7 separate regions of the Mus musculus genome follow, and regions 2, 3, 4, 5, 6 and 7 are each linked to region 1. The links are chromatin contacts, called in public Hi-C and promoter capture Hi-C maps. All regions are on one chromosome and are shown on one strand. Each heading gives the region's core, a stretch centred on a gene start, on an enhancer-like site or on the middle of the called end of the contact. The rest is flanking DNA. Distances are from core to core; before and after follow the strand shown. Region 1 holds the start of A730098A19Rik (RIKEN cDNA A730098A19 gene). Region 2 holds the start of Egln1 (egl-9 family hypoxia-inducible factor 1). Region 3 holds the start of Tsnax (translin-associated factor X). Region 4 overlaps Disc1 (disrupted in schizophrenia 1). Region 5 has its middle 92 kb from the start of Gm30713. Region 6 has its middle 42 kb from the start of Gm30713. Region 7 has its middle 16 kb from the start of Gm30713.

The links. Promoter capture Hi-C pulls out the DNA fragments that hold promoters and counts their contacts. A called contact is a pair of places that touch in the nucleus more often than the background predicts.
Region 2: a contact with region 1 is called in a promoter capture Hi-C map of embryonic stem cells, with 3 times the contacts expected there. The contact joins the promoter of Egln1 here to the promoter of A730098A19Rik in region 1. A contact is called at or near these places in 11 of 39 promoter capture datasets (the 3T3-L1 cell line, cranial neural crest, embryonic stem cells and 6 more) and 5 of 115 datasets of contacts at active chromatin or transcription factors (craniofacial prominence, embryonic forebrain, embryonic hindbrain and 2 more).
Region 3: a promoter capture Hi-C map of stem cell-derived epiblast-like cells shows a contact between it and region 1, with 6 times the contacts expected there. The contact joins the promoter of Tsnax here to the promoter of A730098A19Rik in region 1. A contact is called at or near these places in 8 of 39 promoter capture datasets (the 3T3-L1 cell line, the HPC-7 cell line, cranial neural crest and 5 more), 1 of 484 Hi-C or Micro-C datasets (bone marrow-derived macrophages), 3 of 115 datasets of contacts at active chromatin or transcription factors (astrocytes, embryonic forebrain and embryonic stem cells) and 1 of 9 other capture datasets (liver).
Region 4: a contact with region 1 is called in a Hi-C map of bone marrow-derived macrophages, with 12 read pairs. The contact joins the enhancer-like site here to the promoter of A730098A19Rik in region 1. A contact is called at or near these places in 15 of 39 promoter capture datasets (the C10 cell line, the HPC-7 cell line, the SN4741 cell line and 7 more), 1 of 484 Hi-C or Micro-C datasets (bone marrow-derived macrophages), 3 of 115 datasets of contacts at active chromatin or transcription factors (embryonic basal ganglia, embryonic stem cells and stem cell-derived neural progenitor cells) and 1 of 9 other capture datasets (macrophages).
Region 5: a contact with region 1 is called in a promoter capture Hi-C map of pre-B cells, with 2.2 times the contacts expected there. The contact joins the enhancer-like site here to the promoter of A730098A19Rik in region 1. A contact is called at or near these places in 10 of 39 promoter capture datasets (embryonic stem cells, hematopoietic stem and progenitor cells, hippocampal neurons and 5 more), 1 of 115 datasets of contacts at active chromatin or transcription factors (embryonic stem cells) and 2 of 9 other capture datasets (adipose tissue and liver).
Region 6: a contact with region 1 is called in a promoter capture Hi-C map of trophoblast stem cells, with 4 times the contacts expected there. The contact joins the enhancer-like site here to the promoter of A730098A19Rik in region 1. A contact is called at or near these places in 8 of 39 promoter capture datasets (the HPC-7 cell line, HPC-7-derived erythroid cells, embryonic stem cells and 4 more), 2 of 484 Hi-C or Micro-C datasets (nephron progenitors and peritoneal macrophages), 1 of 115 datasets of contacts at active chromatin or transcription factors (embryonic stem cells) and 2 of 9 other capture datasets (embryonic stem cells and liver).
Region 7: a promoter capture Hi-C map of stem cell-derived epiblast-like cells shows a contact between it and region 1, with 2.8 times the contacts expected there. The contact joins the enhancer-like site here to the promoter of A730098A19Rik in region 1. A contact is called at or near these places in 12 of 39 promoter capture datasets (cranial neural crest, embryonic stem cells, hippocampal neurons and 5 more), 1 of 484 Hi-C or Micro-C datasets (bone marrow-derived macrophages), 1 of 115 datasets of contacts at active chromatin or transcription factors (embryonic stem cells) and 1 of 9 other capture datasets (adipose tissue).

The regions. Positions count from the first base shown.
Region 1 is chr8:125,896,470-125,899,242 of GRCm38.p6, forward strand. It overlaps A730098A19Rik (RIKEN cDNA A730098A19 gene), which reads left to right and starts at 1,445. Exons shown (of 2, transcript NR_155422.1): 1 at 1,445-1,985. Pcnx2 (pecanex homolog 2) reads right to left here and starts at 1,848. Exons shown (of 34, transcript NM_175561.4): 1 at 1,460-1,848. The coding sequence starts at 1,612.
Region 2 is chr8:124,947,909-124,950,681 of GRCm38.p6, forward strand. It overlaps Egln1 (egl-9 family hypoxia-inducible factor 1), which reads right to left and starts at 1,346. Exons shown (of 5, transcript NM_053207.2): 1 at 325-1,346. The coding sequence starts at 1,146. Gm46060 (a long non-coding RNA gene) reads right to left here and starts at 317. Exons shown (of 2, transcript XR_001778719.2): 1 at 1-317.
Region 3 is chr8:125,011,721-125,014,493 of GRCm38.p6, forward strand. Tsnax (translin-associated factor X) reads left to right here and starts at 1,321. Exons shown (of 6, transcript NM_016909.3): 1 at 1,321-1,492; 2 at 1,790-1,894. The coding sequence starts at 1,477.
Region 4 is chr8:125,239,238-125,242,010 of GRCm38.p6, forward strand. All of the region lies in intron 11 of Disc1 (disrupted in schizophrenia 1), which reads left to right. Among named protein-coding and RNA genes, the nearest start is that of Gm30713, 150 kb to the right of the region's middle. Within about 2 kb of position 1,429, at least 20 of the 459 cell types and tissues checked have an H3K27ac peak or open chromatin away from gene starts, as enhancers often do. A contact at or near this core is called in bone marrow-derived macrophages, where this site is marked.
Region 5 is chr8:125,292,906-125,295,678 of GRCm38.p6, forward strand. No RefSeq gene overlaps it. Among named protein-coding and RNA genes, the nearest start is that of Gm30713, 92 kb to the right of the region's middle. Within about 2 kb of position 1,341, at least 103 of the 459 cell types and tissues checked have an H3K27ac peak or open chromatin away from gene starts, as enhancers often do. A contact at or near this core is called in adipose tissue, hippocampal neurons and pre-B cells, where this site is marked.
Region 6 is chr8:125,342,725-125,345,497 of GRCm38.p6, forward strand. No RefSeq gene overlaps it. Among named protein-coding and RNA genes, the nearest start is that of Gm30713, 42 kb to the right of the region's middle. Within about 2 kb of position 1,442, at least 101 of the 459 cell types and tissues checked have an H3K27ac peak or open chromatin away from gene starts, as enhancers often do. A contact at or near this core is called in trophoblast stem cells, where this site is marked.
Region 7 is chr8:125,368,604-125,371,376 of GRCm38.p6, forward strand. No RefSeq gene overlaps it. Among named protein-coding and RNA genes, the nearest start is that of Gm30713, 16 kb to the right of the region's middle. Within about 2 kb of position 1,453, at least 33 of the 459 cell types and tissues checked have an H3K27ac peak or open chromatin away from gene starts, as enhancers often do. A contact at or near this core is called in adipose tissue and stem cell-derived epiblast-like cells, where this site is marked.

The DNA.
Region 1 (2,773 bases), core at 195-2,694:
TACACATGGGCCACTACTGTTCTCTGGAGAGACCTCCACTTAGAAAACTAAGGTCGGGGTAGGTCCAGTGTCAGTCTAATAAACCAGACTGTCCTGAAGAAGACTTCATATGTACTCTCGTTGAGCACCACGGCTGGCACAAACTGGTTCTAATGGCCAGTAAGATAGCTCAGAGAGTAAAGCTGCCTGCCACCAATCCTGATCCAAGGATCCCCCAGAGTGGAACCCCTGCCAAGTTGTCTTCTGATCTCTCTGCATGCTTTCAAGCACACACACACACACACACACACACACACACACACACACACACACACACAGGAGCAAGTATCTTGTTCTACAGCCAAGGAAAGTAAAATGTCAAAGTAAGTCAACTCCTTCCATGGTCCCAGAACTGGGAAAAGCTGGGCCCGGAGTTCAGCTGAGCCAGTCTGTTTCCAGAACCACAGCTCTGAACAGCCTGCCAGTAAAAGAGCCAGGGTCTAGGGGTGCCAAGCCACCAGGCATCTCGAAGGTCAGACTCAGGATCTGTCACCTATGCAAACTCATTGAAGATTTTGTGGAGCAGAACATGACCATGTACTGTTCTAGGGACAAAGTCCTTCACAGACACATCAGAGACGGCTCCTCGCCTCACCGGCAAGTTAACAGCAGGCAGCTTTTTAAGGGTGCCCCATCACGCCTTGCGCTACCTATATGTTTAACTGACCTATGAAGGTCATAGGTAACCATTCAGTAAGCATTCACTATCCCCCATTGTTGGCCATCCCAGAGGAGGAGCTGCCACACTGCTCTGGCATAGGTGTATGACATTTATCCACTCCTGTATATTTTTAATTTTTTTTCAGACTTCTCTACACCATAGTGAAACTGCAGAGTGATTGACAGTGGAATCTACCTTCCTAAAGCAAAACAAGAAGAGAAGAGTAGGAAAAAAGAAAAAACGACTAACAACCGAAATCAGGTCGCCCTGAGAGGGATTCGTACTGCCTTTTTATTGCGACTGCACCTGAGGTGTTATAGCTGGTGTTATAGCTGATATCATCCGAAGTCGTGAGGCTCCATGGTTGGTACCCATAAGCCAGTCTCAACCGTTCAGACAGCAGGGCCTGACTCATCCAGGCAGCCCACATCGATTTTTAATGAGCTCACAATCCCCAAAGTCCTACATACTTCTTTCCGGAGACTCTCCAGTGCCCTGCAGGACTGTTGTCCCAAAACCCCTTGCCTCATTCTTCCGTCCCTACTTCTCAAAGTCACTGATTCCTTCCCATCCTGGGCATCCTCTGTGGCTCCCCCTCCCCTTCTTTCATAACCTTACTTCCTATTTAGTTCTTCCCATCTCCTTCCTTCTCTCCCCCTTCCCTCTCTTCTCCTGTTAATTTTCCTTTCCGCTTCCTGTTTCTCCTCCTTTTCCTTTCCTCCTCCCCCTCCTCCACCCACCCCTAAACTGGGGACTCACCAGGTGCAGAGCCAGTGGCAGCAAGAGCAGGAACAGCCACAGGTAGAGGTGGCAGCTATTGGTGAATTTGCTATGCTCCGGGTCGTGGTACCAGCCCCCTGTGAGAGCGGCCCACACACCCTGCCTGAGCAGCTGCAGCACCTGGGACGCCATGCCCGCAGAGTCCGGCAGAAACCGAGCGTGCCCTGGGGCTCAGCACCCTAAGCTCAGCACCCTGGAGCTCAGTACGTCGGCGCGTGCCGGTGTGCTCCAGGCGCGGTCCCACCCCCGCCGCCACCGCCCAAACCGCGGTAGACGCTGAACAGTACGGACCGGCACAGCGCGGTGCTGGAGCCGGCTGGGGCTGCCAGGCAGGTGCGCGCCATGTCCAAGGGAAGGAGGATTTTCCCATCATGCTCTGCGATGGCTGCTCAAGGATGCTCCGGCGGCTCCGCCCTGCGCCCACACAAGTCTGCGAAGGAGCTCAGTCCCTCCCTCTCCTTGGTGGCTGGAGCTCCACCTGCCTTTTCTCCTGAATCTCCCAAGAGTAAGTTTGCAAGGTGTGAGAACCAAGAATGTTCCCGTGTGAGGACCACAGACAGGAAACTTCTTGGCTTTTGTTTTTGTTTTGTCTCCTGCCCCAAAAGGTTTGTATAATCTGGAGGCCTAGGCTTGCGGTACTCAAAGCGATGTCCTCTGAGCTCCACCTGCGGGGCTTTGATCCCTGTGACCTTGGTTGGCTACAGACTAGAGGCTCTAAAGTTTCATGTGCGACATGGTCTGCTCCCACTGACCTCTTTCCACCCTGACTTTTCTCCTCCACCCCCGATTACCTAATTGGACGCACAGAAATGATAACCGCCGTTCTGAAATAATCGTTGGAGCCTCAGTTAACCACACATTTTTACCTTACATTGTTTTATCTTACTGATAAGGCACGGTCTCACTCTGTAGACTGAATTGGCTTGGAAGGGATTATGTAGCTCGGGCTGGCCTGAAAATTCATGGCAATTCTCTATAGAGTATTGAGATTATGAGCATAAGCAACTACATCCAGCTTTCTTTCTTCTTATATATTTCCTGAACATAATCTGGGATAGCAATCTACCATTTCAACCAGGAGGAGAGGGGGGCGGGGAAGGGCGGGGGAAGAAGGGAGGAGAGAAAAAAAAGAGAAGAACAGATTTTGATTGCGGCGCTAGGTGGCGCTAGATCGCTGCTAGAACAGAGTAAAGCCCATTCTTGATATTGCCAAACCAGCAATGAATCCTAACCCTGATTAATAAGCAGGGATAATCCAATACAGCAGAAAGCTTGTTCACAAAATGAAGGGTC
Region 2 (2,773 bases), core at 96-2,595, 950 kb before region 1:
TTTCTGGGGGCAGCTGACAGAGTCCTAGCTAAACACAGTGTCTGGCTCTCAATCAGAGCCGGGTGCGCGCTAAAAACCGCGGGGCTTTTAACTAGCTCAGGCACACAGGCAAGATAAGATGCATCACCCAGACCCGGTGTAGCTGGTACCCCAACGACCCCCACGAGTGACCAGGGCTCCGGCAGGCTCTGCACTGTGCACTGTGGCAGACAGTACAAGGACAAAAGGAGCCACGCTAAGACAGAGCGCCGGGCCCCGGGTCTGCGGGGGCGGGGGGTGGTCCTCACAGACCCTCCTCCGGTCGCAAGAGCCCCAGCCACTTACTTTCGTTCGGCCGTTTATCCTGTAGTTGCCCAGCTTCCCGCTGCAGTGGCGGATCAGGTCGTCCATGCTGCTCATGAGCAGGCCGATGGTTTCGCAGCCGGGCTCTTTGCCCTCGATCCAGGTGATCTGGTCCCCCCGGATGTCCTTGGAAGAGTCACTCTTCTGGCTGACCAGCTGCCCGTCCGTGAACTTGCCGGTGTCGTGCAGGGCGCGCACCTCATCGCCGATCTGCTGCCCGGTCTCCCTGCCCAGGAAGTCGTCCACCACGCAGATGCCGTGCTTGTTCATGCACGGCACGATGTACTCCAGAGCCAGCTTCAACGCGGGCAACGGCTTGGTCTGCCCGTTGGGCCGCAGCCCTCCACCGGGACTCAGCGCCTCCCCGGGGCCGCCACCCGCTGGGCACAGGCTGGCGCGCTCGGGGCCCGGAGACCGGCTAAGCGGAGGATCCTCGGAGCCGGGCTCTGCTGGGCCGGGGCCGCTCCGGGCCTGCGCCGCGTCCTCCGGGCCCGGTACGCGCGAGGCCGCCGCGCTGTCCCCGCGCCGGGCCGCCCCGCCGGCGCGCGCGGCTCCGGGGGCCCCACCGGGCGGGGGCGCGACGCGGGGCTGCGCCGGCGCGGGCTGCGCGCGGGGGGCCTCGCCGCCCTGGCACACCAGCTTGTGCTTCTTCCAGTCCTGGCGCTGGTGCTCTTTGCAGCAGTAGAAGGAGCTGCGGCAGCGGCCGCAGCGCAGCAGGTTCTCCATCTTCCCGCACAGCTCGCAGTACTGCCGGTCGCGCTCGCTGGCGCTCAGCACGCCGGGCCCGCCGCTGTCACTGGCCATGGCCGCGGCAGGGCGGGCCGCGGGCCGGGAGCGGGGCGGCGGCGGGGCCGTCGGGGCGCCCGCCCGGGGCCGCCGCCCGCTGCGGGAGGCCGCGCGCGCCCTGGCCTCGCCTGCCTTGCCCGGGGCCGCCTAGCGCCGCATCGCGCCGGAGAGAGCGCGGCCTGCGCGGCGCACAGCGCCCTGGGCGGGCGGGCCCAGCCGGCTGCGTCGGGGCGGGCGGGCAGGGCGCGGGCCTGCGGGCGCCACTCGCTCCGCGCGCGCTGCACGTACACCACGGCCCCGGCGACCCGGCGCGCGGGCGGAGAGGGCGGGGGCCGCGCGCACGCGGCGGGCCGGGCCTAGCGGGCGGGCGCGCCGCTTCCTCCGCCCTCCCCTCCTCCTCGCGGCTCCGCCCGGGGCGCGCGTCGCCGGCCTGCGCGCGCGCAGCTCCACCTGCCTGTCCGGGCCCGCCGGCAGCGCTCCGGGGCTGCCTCGGCCACCTCGGTCCCGCGGAGGAGGAAACGGAAGCTCAGACGGCCGCTGGGCCGCTCCAAGCTCCGGGACGGCCGCTGCGCGCTCCCGGTCTGCTGCTCCCCGGAGGCCGCGGAGGGCACAACAAAGGCCCCCCGGGCAGCCTGCTCCGGGACCGGCTCCTGCAGTCGCCGGGCCTGGTTCTGGCTTTGCTTTGTTTTTGCTTTTCTGCGGTCCTTAAACTCTTGAGATTTCTCCCGGTTCCGGTTCGAGACCTCTGGGTTAAGTAAGGTAATCAGGGCTCGGTTCCAGATCCGCATTCAGGCCTGAAGCTCTCAAGAGCATAGTCCGTGAACGAAGCTGCACAGGGAGTTAAAGTCTCACATTAGAATCTGCCAATAGTGTCTGCAGAATTATGAGGATTATTACGGGCTTTCTTTGTTGTCTTGAGACGCAGCCCGGTAGTCCTCGGAAGTAGATTCTCCTACCTCTTCTGGTCAGTGGTAAGGTGATTAGCGTGAGCCCTCTTTGCCAACTCAGTTATCTGCATTTTGTTTGATTTCAGTGTTGTAAATTGAGACGAACACACTAGTTGCTGTTTCTTTGTTTTTATGAAACCTTCAAACCTCATAGAGCTTGGCACGGTGGTAAACGGCTTTAATGCTGGCACTCAGAGGCAGGAAGATCATTGTGAGATTGGGGCCAGCCTGGGCTACAAAGTGAGTTCCAGGATCAAACGCACTTGCACACACAGCTCAGAGAAACAAACCAGAGACTGTCGGTTCCACGTGTGATTTGTAGTAAGTAACTAGTGGGGCCGGGGCAAGGAGAATGACGGGTATATTTGGAGCTGCAGAGAGGGAAGCAAGAGCTGTACAGGTTGAGGACCAACCTGCTCTATGTGGTGGGTTCTGGGACAGCCAGGGCTACGGAGTTCGACATGGTCATACAGCCTCCAAAACAGAAGGACCTCCCTAGGTGCAAACATTTGTCATAATGTACACACACGGTCGTATACTTGAGTGTAGCCATTGGGACAGACAGCCGAGAATTTAAAATTGCTGTTTGGATGCCAGGGGGAACACAGAAACGGGAATTGTTAGCTCTGCCATTTGAATGAAGTTGCAAGCAAACAACTCCGAAATGTAAGAGCGACAACATTTACACGCATACACTT
Region 3 (2,773 bases), core at 71-2,570, 880 kb before region 1:
CTTCACCTACTGAGCAATCCCTGTAGCCCCACATCGTCAAAAATAGTGGAATACTGGTTTTGTGTGTCAACTTGACACAAGCTGGAGTTATCACAGAGAAAGGAGCCTCCCTTGAGGAAATGCCTCCATGAGATCCAGCTGTAAGACATTTTCTCAACTAGTGATCAAGGGGGGAGGGCCCAGCCCATTGTGGGTGGTGCCATCCCTGGGCTAGTGGTCCTGGGTTCTATAAGAAAGCAGGCTTAGCAAGTCAGAGGAAGCAAGCCAGTAAGAAACACCCCTCCATGGCCTCTACATCAGCTCCTGCCTCCAAGTTCCTTCCTGTGTGAGTCCCTGTCCTGATTTCCTTTGGCATGAATAACGATGTGGAAGTATAAGCTGAATAAACCCTTTCCTCCCCAACTTATTGGTCATGTTTTGTGCAGGAATACAAACGCTAAGACAACTGGTGAATGTGGGCTCAGAAGTCACAGAAATTCAAGATGGTTATGTGTCCAACATTCATCCATTGTTGTTCCCCCACAGCCTTTTCATGCAGGACTCTGCCCAAACCATCTAGCTTTTTGCTGATTCAATGGTGACAGCTTATGGCCTGATTTTTGAGCTGGGAGACCCTCCTGTGATGCTGTTGTGGCCTTGACTTCACTGGCTAATTCTACGTATATCATTTCCATAAGTGTGTCTGTTCCTAAGTTAACAAGAACAGACTGTGTGACTAAAATGTCTGTAACATGCACATGGCTGAACTTGACTCAAGATGTTGGGCTTTGTTCAATAAGTAATCTTAATTGAGCATGGTCTCTAATGGGCTGCTGGAAGCCTCAAAGGAATGGTACTAGCTAGGTGAGGTAGCATGTGCTCAAACAACAGCCTTAGGGCTTGACAATGTGACCAAACTTTCCATCTATTCCAAAGCTGCTTCTCTTCGAAGACCTTGCGACACTTCCAGGTGCCACGCACCCAGCACATGCCAAGGGCATGCATGGACGCAGGAGGCTGCTCAGAGAGGCGAGGGGACAGGAGGCCGCTGCCCGCGACAGGACTACACAGCTCAGGTAGGCACTCAACGGCTTGCACCACAACCTGGCACACCGGAAGCATGCGCGACTGAGAGAGAGCGCCGGGTAGGCACTTGGACGTGGGAGAAGCCGGGACACAGACCGGAAGTATGTGCAGCACAGGGAGCGCGCCGGGAGCCCGGCCGGAAACGTGCGCTGCTGCAGGAGCGCGCCCGCCCGCATGCCCGCCCAGGCGGTGTGGGACACGGGCCGGAAGTGTGTGCGGCCGAGGGGACTCCGCGGCGGACGCAGCTCCCGGCTGAGGCTGCGTGAAGGATCCGCTTCCGGCGGCCGCCTACTGCGACCAGGGTGGTGTGCGCTGTCACCCACGGGCTCAGCGCGGCGTCCCGCGACGGCCTTTCGCTGAGCTGGCCCGGCGGCTGCGATCCCTGCGCGTGCAAGCCGAGGCCCCGCGGCCATGAACGGCAAAGAAGGTGCGGGGCCGGCGCGTGGAGGGGAGGGGCTGGCAGGGCCTGGCCCCTGTGCTCGGCTGTCACCGTGCCATCCATCGCACGCCCCCAGGGGACCCTGCGGACCGACCCAGAGCGCAGCCGGGTGCCTGGGGTCTCAAGCCGCGTTTTGTGCGACCCCTGCACCAGTGCACGAGTTTGGGGACCTGTGTGTGGCTGGAGAGGTCGAGCCCTGTGGGTACCGGGGGACGAAGGGGATAGCCTGGGCTGTGCTAGCGCGGCATCGCAAGGGCTCCATCCATCTCTTCTTTTCTGCCTAAGGACCAGGAGGGTTCAGGAAGAGGAAGCATGACACCTTCCCACATAACCAAAGGAGAGAGGGGAAGGATGCCAGTTTGTCTTCGCCGGTGATGCTGGCCTTCAAATGTAAGTTTCCATTAGGAGAATTAGAACCATAACCGTAACAATCGTGTCGCCGTAGTGTTCGGGTGTGGGGTCGGTTAGGGAGCCTTTAGTCCATGCCGATGTAAGGCTTAGTTTTCCTGAATGTTTCGTGTTGGTGCTAGGTCTGCCCAGAAAAAAAAAAAATCTGTATTCTAAACATTCCGATATCAGGATAACTTGACCAAGTTAATAGAACAAGAATACCAGTGTACATGTATGTACGAGATTCACTAATAGTTCCTGTTCTATGCAGAGTGCTACCTCAAAATAAGTCTTGCCAGTCTAGTAACCAATCTAACACACTCTAAATATAAATATATGTGCTAGTAAATGGTAAGTGTGAAGATGATGTTACATACAGAACAGTTGGTAAGAATGTGGCAGATATTTCCATATTATTTAACATTTAATGCTTTTTATGTGGGACTTTTTACTGTTTACTAATGTTAATATAGGCCACCATAGTCAAGGGCTTTGGGATATAGATGTTTGCCACTTTGCATTTGCTAAAAGTAACGCAAAGTAAAAACTGCTTCATATTTAGGAAGAAAGAATTAGGTTGCACCTTGTAAAGAGAAGGGTCCCAGCTAATGTGTGGACAGTTTTGTTTTTGTTTTTGTGTTTTTTTCTTTTTTGTTTTTGTTTTTTTTTTCGAGACAAGGTTTCTCTGTGTAGCCCTGGCTGTCCTAGAACTCACTCTGTAGACCAGGCTGACCTCGAACTCAGAAATCCACCTGCCTCTGCCTCCCAAGTGTTGGGATTAAAGACGTGCGCCACTCCCCCCCCTCCCTCTTCCCGGCTAATGTGGACAGTTTTAAAAGAACATAGCACCTACAGTGGTCTTCATGAGTGTGAGGAAAC
Region 4 (2,773 bases), core at 179-2,678, 660 kb before region 1:
ATATTGTTGTATCTTTCCAAGGCTTTCCGTTAAAAGAAATGTGCATATGAACTTTTCTTTTTACAGTAACATTGCACTGGTTTGTATGGTACATATCTAAATGATATAATTAGGATTTTAAGTACAATTGGCATAAATAGGTTTAGAAACCATTCAACCAACCAGAATTCGAGCTCTCTGCCCTCTAGCCTGGCCTTGGACCCTGAGTGTAATGGAAGGAGCAGGTGGGTAAGGGAGGGCTTTCCTCTGTAGCCAGTGAGAGGCTCCTTCCTGCTGGTCCTTTTCTGTTAATTAATGTCCCTGCCTGCTGCCAGCCTCCTTCACCTGCCCCAGGGAAGGAAGTTGGCGCCTCTGATCTGCCTGTTTCCTGTACTTTTAGAAAAATGTGGAATCACTTTCTGTGCTCCAGGGCCCAGGGTTGGGGCATCTGCACTTCCTCCATTAATTAACCATAGCTCAGCGCATCTGAGAAAACAGACCTCAGGGCTCCTGGAGTCTTCCACCATGGAGACTCTTTGTCATTTGCTGGCAAAGGCTGAGGGATAAACAGGCAGCAGGGTGGTCACAGTCACCACAGGGTGGCAAGGACACCCTCACACACTAGCAACACAGGTTCCACTAACAAATGCACACTGTTGTCCTTTGGCAGCTGAGAGACTCCCCACCCCTGCAGGGCATCCCATTTCTAGAAATGGAATAGCACTCTATTCTTCATCATACCTAGGCCACATCTAATTCCTCAACAGGACCAGGGCAGTTAAAGACAGGATCTTCCTGTTTCCCAGAGGCTAGTTGTGAGCCAGGACTAACTATCCAGGCTAGAACAGGCAAGAGGCTGGCTGTGTAGAGCAGACCTTTGTCTTACATATATACATATGTACATATACACACATATATGTGTGTGCATACACACACACACACACACACACACACACATTGTCTTGCTCTTCCTTCCTTCCCAATTAATAGTTTAATGCCATTCTGTCTGTCTATACTGAGCATCTGTTTTTCCATCCACCAGTACTTCCCCCATTTGTGCATTTATGGGGACCCTATTCATAACAAATCAGGCCTTATCTCTCTGACATAAGTCGGGCAGATCCTGACAAGGTAGAAGTACAGTATAAGAAAGGAAAATGGCCCTTACTCTGCTCCATCCGGGGCATACCGCAGTGCCTCATGAGGGGCAGGCTCTGCCAGCCTAAATGCCGTCATCTCCAGGCAAGCTGCAGGTACCATGGCTACAGAACAAAGTAGTGCTGGTTGGGATGGCAACAATGAGACTCCAGGAAAGGCTCACCTTTGAAAAAGGTGCTCTCAGGGTCTCATGGTCACACAGGTTTGTGCTATACTCTAAAACTTAGAGCACACATGGGTGCCAGGTGGCACTTGGTCCTCCTCTCCTAGGTCCGCCTTACTCCGCCAGTCGGAATCCTTAGCCCCAGATGTCTTGGAGCTTATTCCCGCGGGGGAGTCCCCAGCTGTGGTCTGTCTTCACTTCCTTCTTTTAGAAAAAATGTTTTAAAGATTTATTTTTATTTGTATGTCTGTGTGTGCCACACACATGGGGGTATACAGAAGGCAGAAGAATGTGTCAGATCCCCTGGAGCTGGGGTTGTGGGTGATTGTGAACTGCTTGATGGGAGTACCCAGCTCACTCGAGTTCTCTGGAAGAACCATGAGCGCTCTTAACCTCTGAGCTATCTCTCCACCTCCTCTCTGTACTTCCTTATTCAAAGGAGTCCCGGTAGTGTGCTGTCACTGCTTCCAGACCCTGAATCTTCCTGGAGGGAAACTGTTCAGGCACTGTCTGATGCTGTAGATCTCATTTACCGACTGGCTTTCCTCAGAAGGTCCTATTGGAATCTGGTCTGCTCAAGTTTGGTTTTGTGCAATTTTAATTTGTGTGTGTGTGTATGTCTGTGTGTGTATATGTGTATATATATCTATATATACATATATATGTATGTGTGTGTTTATCATGTGTGTATGTGTGTCTATGTGTGTGCATGTACTTATGTGTGTATATGTGTATGTATGTATATGTGTATATATGTGTATATATTTGTGCATATATGTATATGTGTGAATGTGTGTGCATGTATATGTGTGTATGTATATGTGTATGCATGTATGTATTTATGTATATGCATATGTATTTGTATGCATATGTGTGCGTGTATGTGTATATGTGTGTATGTTATGTGTATATGTGTGTGCATGTATGTATATGCATGCATGTGTATGCATGTATATATGTGTGTATATATGCATATGTGTATATGTGTTTGTATGCATATATGTGTACATATATATATATGTATGTGTGTGCATGTATATGTCTGTGTGTGTGTGTATGTGTAGGTATCTGTGCAGAGGCTAGACGTAAACTTTGGGTGTCATTCCTCAGGTACCATATATCTTGTTTTTTGAGAGAGGAGCATTAGCCTGGAATTGACCATGAAGGCTAGACTGGTTGGTCAGTGAACCCCGGGGGACCTCTGTGTCTCAGCCTCCCCAGCGCACACCAGCACACCAGGTCTTTTACATGGGTTCTCCTGCTTGTGCTGCAGGCACTTTACCCACTGAGCTCCATTCTGGCCTCTGGTTTGCTCAACATTGATGCCCAAGCCTGGCGTGTTGAAGGGAAGCAGCCCAAACCCTCCTGAGTAATCCTGCCACACAAAAGGCAGTTTCCCAGGTCCTTCATGTACACTGGGAGGGGGTGGGGAAGGGAGGCCTGTTCTCACTGTGCAGTCGGGCTCTTTCCCCT
Region 5 (2,773 bases), core at 91-2,590, 600 kb before region 1:
GGGGACAATCCCAAGACCCTGGGGTTTTGGTTGCTGCTGTCTGATTCCCACACTGGACAGGGCAAGAGCACTTGACCCACGCCAGCTGAATGCTGGCTCTTGTTTCCCACCGGCTGTGGAATTTGCAGACACTCTTTTCTGGCTTCCCAGAGGGGCTGGGGAGCCTCCAGCATGTGCTGTGACATTTATAACTCCCTCTGGAATTTCCATGTCCCCAGCCCTCGCCCAGCCCAGGGATGAATCATGGATTCTTAGACCAGCGAAGCCATTTTGGAAACAGCTGCCAAGGAGCAAATGCAGTCAAAAATAGCTCTCACTCCCTGAAAAATGAATGGCTTATTTTAAGAAGAAAGGGTGGCTTGAATCTGTCCTGCTTGCATCTTTATCTCCTGGGCACAGGGCCAGGGCATCCGAGAAAGGCTTGCCTGTCAAAGGGAATGGCACCTGCAGTGACATAGTGGTGCCCACGATGGGGCTACCATCTCTGGGCCAGGGCCAAGGGGTGAGGTATGAGCCGTCCTCCTGAGACCTGCATCCCAGGAGGCCTGGACCGTTAGGTATGAAGTTCTGCTTCCCTGGTAGGCCTGACATGCATTGCTTTCTTGTGGTTGTGGCCAAACATCCAACAGAATTCAGCAAGGAGCAGCTGGCAGTCAGGATGCAGCAAAGAGCTAATCAGGCAGGAAGTGGGAGCACTCAGGCAGGAAGTGGGAGCAGGCTATTGCTCAGAAGCCAAATGCCCATGCTCTTATACCTACCAGCTAGTCTTTAAGTCTAGAAGGTTCCACAGTGTTCCTCAAACAGCACCGCCAGGTGAAGACCAAATGTTCAAACACATGGGGACATTTCACTTTCAAACACTTCAGACCACTGGTCCTTGTCGTAGACTTGTGGGGTGGGCACAGTAGCTAGACGCATACAAGAGGAAGGCACTGGGCTTTGTTCCATCCTTCAAAGGGAAGTTAAGCTCTCCTGCTGCAGATGAATGGGTGATGGTGTCTTAGCTTAAGCTGTCAGGGAAGAAACTTCACTTGGCGTCAGGGTGATAGTTCCCCCCTCCCCCATTGTATTTGTCCTTGTGTTGTGAGGCACTGTAGCCAAAGATGCATGAAGGACTGATGTCAATCCTGCTGTGCTGTGTACTATGTGAGTAGAAAGAAAGGAAGAAAGAAAGAGAGAGAGAGAAAGAAAGAAAGAAAGAAAGAAAGGGAGATGGAAGGAAGCAAGGAAGGAAGGGAGAAGGAAGGAAGGAGGAAAGAAGGAAGTTATGATAGTTTCAAAGCAAAGCAAAGCTTGCACAGTACCAGCTAGTCCACATCCACACCCAATGATGTGAGAAATCCTCAGAAGGGAAGGAGCACAGAGCAAAGAGAGCCCCGAGGGAAGGTCCCACAGCCTGGGGCCAGCACTGTAACATCTGCTGGTTCCACAGAGAAAATGAGGTAGAAAACTGTGTTGCAAAGTATTCTGTGTGACTTTGATTTTTTTTTTAATATCCTATGTGAAAAACACACACCTGCACCCTGAATTCTGGCTTCTTCCGAGGGTAAGCTTGGCTTGCTACAACTGTGACATCTTCCTTACTTCTGTGTGCTTCCCTCTGTCACTTGGCCTGGATACTCACTCACTCACGGCTCCGTGAAGACATCAGGACGTTGGAAGGACTGAGGACTCCGTGATTGTCACAATCTGTGAGGTTCAGCTGGGGGTCCTCTTCTTTCATTGGGAGTGATAATGCCTTGCTCTCCTTCCTGGTTGCTGAAGCTCCTTGTCCCATTGCATTTACAGACACTGGTGGCTGGTATCTTCTTTCCCTTCATGCTAAGACATAACTGAAACTAAACCTGGAACGCTGGAATCCGAGATTAATGAATGAGGCGTTAGGAGTTACAGACACATGTATCTGCTAGCCTAATGAGCAGACAGTCTGCGAACACAGCCGCTCAAAGACACAGACCACGTGAATAGAATATGCTTCTCCATGGGGAAGTACTCTGAGGGAGCTCTTTCATTGAGTGAACTTAGGTAGAAAACACATTTCAATTTGGGATACAGAAAGAGAGACACAATGACCTAGGGTGTGGCTCAGCTGGTGGCTTGCCTAGCATGCGCAAAGCACTGGGTTTGAACTCCAGTATAGAAAGAAAAACAAAAGTTCCCCCCCCCCCAAAAAAAAAGATACAGTAGTGTCATGCCCAGGGCTGGAGGGGTGGCACAGTATTAACTACTGAGTTCTTGCAGAAGACCTGAGCTCAGTTCCCATCATCCACACAGTGGTTTCACAACCACCAGGAAACCCAGTACCCTCTTCTGGCCTCCATAGGCACTGGGCATACTCATTGTACACAGACATATGTGAGGGAAGAAAGAAATGCTGTACCCATGAGAATACCCCAGGGAGATACACAGAATTCAGAATCCAGCTCACAGTTCAGAGTGGGTCCATTCATATTGGCATGGGGTGTCGGGGACAGTGTTGTGGTTAGACAGGAGGCATGGCTTTTTGCCAGTTTGATTACCTCACCAACACGGTGAGCCCCAATTCTCCTCCAAGGGTGATGGCTATGCCCTCTTATTTTGTGCCTAGGCCACCCTGACAGCCACATGAGGCAGAGGTATGTTTCCTAAGCCTGTCAGCTCTCTAGCTAAGTGAACAGAAGCCCAGAGAAGGGAGATCCCACGGTGAGAGGAGGCAGCTTCCATCAAAGCACCTGAGCTTCAGTCCTGGGTGGTCAGGGTCCTGTACACTTGACCTTTAAAGCACGCAGTTCTA
Region 6 (2,773 bases), core at 192-2,691, 550 kb before region 1:
GTGGGAGCAGCCACATCTTTGGAATTCCTTTCCGTTTTGAGTCAGAAGAACCCGAGTCTGTTGGCTGCCTGGACACGGAGCCAGAGTTAGTGAGGAGCTTCGATGAGGCTTGTGTGGTACCTCCTGCTGGAGAAGGCAGCGGAGAGCAGCCAGGTTACCAGAGACCATCTAGCCACCCCCTCCCAGGGAGACCCGAGTGGCACCAGCTCATCCCAAATAGAGAGGACATCAACAAGCCAAAGGGAAGTGTTCGTCCAAGGAGTGAATGGGTGGCTCTGTGGAGATTGTTTACAGGAACAAGAGCACTCAAGGGCAGCCACGCTGACAGCAAGTCCCAGCCCAGTCAACTCTTTATTTCATACTTAATAGTGACTGACATCTTTGGGAGAGGAGGGAACTCGTGGGGGTATTTGGGAGGCCTTGTGCTTCCTTTGCCTGGTGAATTCTTCCCATTCCTCCATGCAGGAACATTAACAGACCAGATCTCATGAGGATCACAGCTATTCTACTTCAAGATGGCAAGGGTCCTGTCCAGCCTAGAGAAAGCATCTATATTATAATTATATAGTGTCATTATATTGCATATGTACACACATACATATATATGATATGTATTATTATAATGCACATGTGTTATACAATATGTATCACATGTGTAATATATTCATATATGCATGCAATATATTATTTAATACATGTATTATATGATATGTATTATACATGTAATATATATACGCATATATTATACACACATACATCTATTACACTTATATGCACCCTGCTATATATTCCACAAAGTCCAAGCCTTAGAAACCTGGTCCCCAGGGAAGCACTACCGAAAGGAGGAGATACTGAACACTCTCCTTTACTCTAGCATTAACCAAGTGACAGGTTGTTCAGGACTGGCTTCCTTAGCACCTTCACTTCCTCTGACCAGCTTGCCGTGTCTCACCATGTGACACCCTTTGCTTCATCATGAGCAGAGAAGACGTCAACCCCATGCTCCCAGCCTTCCTAGTTTCCATAACCAAGGACTAAATATATCTCTACCCCATATAAATTGACAAATTGCCCTTCTCGGGTACTCAGGCACCGCCACAGACATGCCCATCCTTGTAAACAAATGTCTGCCATACTTCTATGTTCCGGTCCAAATACTGAATGTCCTGGAATGATGTCAGATGAAGAGATACCTAGGGAGATCATGAACGTCTGTCTGTGTGAAGGGCCGTTGCCATGGCAACTCAGCACCCTTGGGCAGCCTCCTAATGAAGAGTTATTACTTCTTAGCTAAAACACGTCGCAAGGAATGGATGAGTCATCAACTTGTGGAGAGATACAACAAGTTATTTTTTTCTTCCAATTGCTCTAGGATGTAAACACACTGATCTATGTGTGACAATCTCTGCCCACGTCTGACTCACTCACCCGGCTCTTTCGTCACCGAGCTAGCAGAGGAAGGGATGAGAGGTCTCTATTGCCCCCCAGGGACCCTTCAAACATCTGTGGGTGGCATCCTGAGGCATTGGTCACATCCTGTGGCAACTTAGATGAAGTATTCTGAAAGAGGGTTCAGGCAAGAGAGTCTCTATAAAGCTAGCAAGCCTGGTTGTCTGGCAGCCACACTGCGCCTGTCAGGGATATTCCGTGGGCTGCTCTGAGCTCCACATCAGAGCCAGCCACTGTCCTCTCCTCAGCCTCCAGTAATCGGGCAGGAGAGAGGGATAAAAGATCAGAGAGGTGCTGAGCACTCTGGGCCTCTGAGCTGTGGAAAAGGCTTAGGTTTCTGTCTTGGGACCTGGAGATGTGTCTGATAGCCGAGAAGGTCACTCCCCTGGGTTCACTGCTGCTTCTAAATACCTGAGATGTCTTTGCCCTCCTCCCCTGGGATCCCAGACTTCAGGCCAGTGCCCGCACATAGATGATCACCCCACTGCAACATCCACAAGGCAAACCCCCAGAAATACCCCACATGCTCATGTGCTCCCTCGGGATTAAAAACTTTAACTCCACAAAACCATCAAGTCATCTTTGATTTGTGGGGAAGATTTTTCAGGCCGCATATTTGTCAGGCATAAAATATGTAAGGTAGTAAACCATAGGAAAATTATAATAAATAATTAAGAGAGTTCCCTCTTCTGCCCTGAAACCGCAGGACACTCGGAGGCAGGCTGAGGAGACGGCTGAGAAGACGAGCATTTATCTCGCCACTTTCTCCGGCACCCTGTTCTAGTTTTCTCTCTGCTGCTGTCATAAAACAGTTTGAGCATGGGTGAGGGGTGTGGGGAGCTTAGCAGTTCGGAGCACTGATTGTTCTTACAGAGGACCAGGGTTCAGTCCCCAGAACTACATGGTAGCTCACAACCACCCATAACACTAGTTCCAGGGGATCTGACAGCTTCTTCTGGCCTCCACAGGCATCAAGCATGCCAATGGTACACAGACACACAAGTAGACAAACATTCATTCACAAGAGGGGGGAGGGGTATTTGTACTGGAGTGGGTGGGACACAGAGAATTGCCTCTGGATAGAGAGGAGAGAGATGTGGCCCATAGGCAAATGGTGGTTTATAAAGGGAAAGAGGAAAGCCCCGCGTTAGGATGAAGTGTTTAACTTTAATTGAGCATGTTAATTAGGTGAGCCAAAGTGGGCTTTTGATTGCTGGACTTCAATACTTTGATTGCTGGTCCTTGATGGTCAGCCTCAGGAGGAGGAAGTTGCCAAATAAAGGAATAGACCTTGGTGGCTAGCTTTAGGAATCTAACTGGGTTT
Region 7 (2,773 bases), core at 203-2,702, 530 kb before region 1:
TTTCAGGACTGGACCCAGACCAGTTCACTTCCTGCTGGGCTGGGAACCCTTGAGGCCTCCCTCCAGGGAACTGCATTTCAGAGAGAGAGAGGGAAAGAGAGAGAGAGAGAGAGAGAGAGAGAGAGAGAGAGAGAGAGAGAGAGCCCTTCTTTCTCCTCCTCCACTCCTGGCTGTGCAGTTCAGACCTGGGTCTCTAAGGGCAAAACTCACACCCTGTGCTTGCTCACACTTGGCAGCCAGGCCAGTCCAAGAGGCCATTTGGCGTCAACTTGAGGAAGTCAGTCTCCAGGTAATGTGTGAGAAAGTCTGGAGGGTCCACTGCTGCCATCCAGGCCCCAGAGTAGAAGCAGCTCAGGACTCCAAGACCCTAGAAGCAGTAGGAACTGAGAGGAGCCACAGCTGTGGCTCTCAGTGAGCAGGAACGTCTTAGGGTTTCTAGTGCTGTGATCAAACACCTTGACCAAAGGAAACTGGAAGAGGAAAGGGTTTGATTCTGCTTATACTTGCGGGTAACTATCCATCACTGCATGGAGTCAGGCAGGAGTAAAGCAGGAACTTGGAGGCAGAAACTGAGACAGAAGCCACGGAGGAGTACTGCTATTGTCTTGTTCCTGGTGGTTCGTTTTGCCTTCTTTCTTTTCTTCTACCGTCCAGGATCCCCCGGGATGGGCCTATGCACATCACCCATTAATCAAGAAAAGGTGGCTCAGTGGGTAAGAGCACCCGACTGCTCTTCCGAAGGTCCAGAGTTCAAATCCCAGCAACCACATGGTGGCTCACAACCATCTGTAACGAGATCTGACACCCTCTTCTGAAGACAGCTACAGTGTACTTACATGTAATAAATAAATAAATCTTTAAAAAAAAAAAAAAAAAAGAAAAGAAAAGGTTCCACAGACCAATGGGAGTTGTGGGGGTGGGGAGGGCATTTTCTCACTTAAGGGTCCCTCTTCCCAGATGAGTCTTACCTGTCTCAAGTTGACATCAAAAACCAGCCAAGTCCCTGGGATCTCCGCAGAGCATGGGGAAGTCCCCAGGACGTACAGTGTCATAGCCTGTGGGAAAGCACTGCACAGCCATGTTTACTCCATGCCTCTCTATGGAGGACCAAGAAGGCCAGGGTCAAGGTTGCACTTCTGGGCCAGTTCTTCCTCATGGGTGCTTATGAAGGGGTTGGTGTGGAGTTGGGGGCAGACTGAGACCCAGAGGCACACATGGACTGACAGACGGACATGTCTCCGGTGCCTTAGAGGGCACTTTACTTCTCTGTTGTCCCTAACCCACTGGGACTAAGAAAGAACTTATTCCCAGCCCTCCCTCCGCTGGCAGGAAAGGCAACCCGCCAGGCCTTTCTCCTTCTATTAAACAAAGGAACTTGCACATGAAGGGCTCCCAGGAGACTGACTTAATCCCCAGCCAACTCTGGAGGGCTGTGACCTTGAGAATTATGGGCCTTCTGGAGCTGGCTGCCTGGGGTGTTCAGCTGAGTCACTGTAAGACCTAAACCTATGCATGCCCCTACCCCTGTCCCAGCTTGACGGCACCTCCTCCCACCCCTCAAGTCCCCATCCCCTTTAGTGCCCTATGCAGGGATCAGTGAGTTACAGCAGAAAGCGCTTCCCCTCCCCCAGCCAAGAGCCAGAGCGATTCATTCGGATTGTAAGTCTCATGGAAGTGAGGAAAATAAACAGCCTATCAATAATAAATGGAATGGGAAGTAGAAGCAAGCATGTCCTCAAGGTAGAGCCAGGGAGACAAGCCAACCAATTTTCTTTCAGTCACCCTCACGGCCCTTGATGGCAGGAGGATGGTAGTTCTGGAATGTTCCTCATCAGCTAGAGTCCCAGAACTACAGCCTGAAAATGTCTTGGGGGGAAATGCAGAGCTGCCCCAAGTTTATAAACTTTGTCTGGCTAAGAGAAAGTGAGCCGGAGAAGGAACGATTAAAAACAAACACTAGCTGCTTGCCACTGTAGCGTTCCAAGTCCCCCAAGGCCCGGCTGCACATTTACAAATAATCTCCGTGGCCTGATTTGAGACAGAGCTTTTCTTCTGTTGACTTTTTTTTTTTTCTTTTTGGAAGTGTTGGGGATGAATCCAGGCAATACAGGTCACCCAAATTCTATGTTCCGACACGATAACCACTGCATAAAGTTGTTTTTTTTTTTTTTAAGATTTATTTATTTATTTTATGTAAGTACACTGTAGCTGTCTTCAGACACACCAGAAGAGGGCATCAGATCTCATTATGGATGGTTGTGAGCCACCATGTGGTTGCTGGGACTTGAACTCAGGACCTCTGGAAGAGCAGTCAGTGCTCTTAACCTCTGAGCCATCTCTCCAGCCCGCATAAAGTTTTTATGGTAACTGAATAAAGTCGTACATCCAAATACATTGGTTGATAGAAACATCAGAGCTGGTTACGGCACTATGGGGAAAGCTTTTCTATATATAGGTCGCAGATGCTATCGGACAACATTCCTAGCTTTGGGGTTGGCAGAGCTAGAGGTCTGTACATTCCAAAAGATTTACCCAATGGTCACTGTGCTGGATAGCTCTATGTCAACTTGACCCAAGCTGGAGCCATCCTCTAGAAGGGAACCTCAGTTAAGAAATGTCTCCATCAGATCCAGCTGTAGGGCATTTTCTTAATCAGCCATTGCTATGGGAAGGGCCAGTTCATCGTGTGTGGTGCCATCCCTGGGCTGGTGGTCCTGAGTTCTACAAGAAAGCAGGCTGATCAAGCCAGAGGGAACAAGGGAGTCAGCAGCAC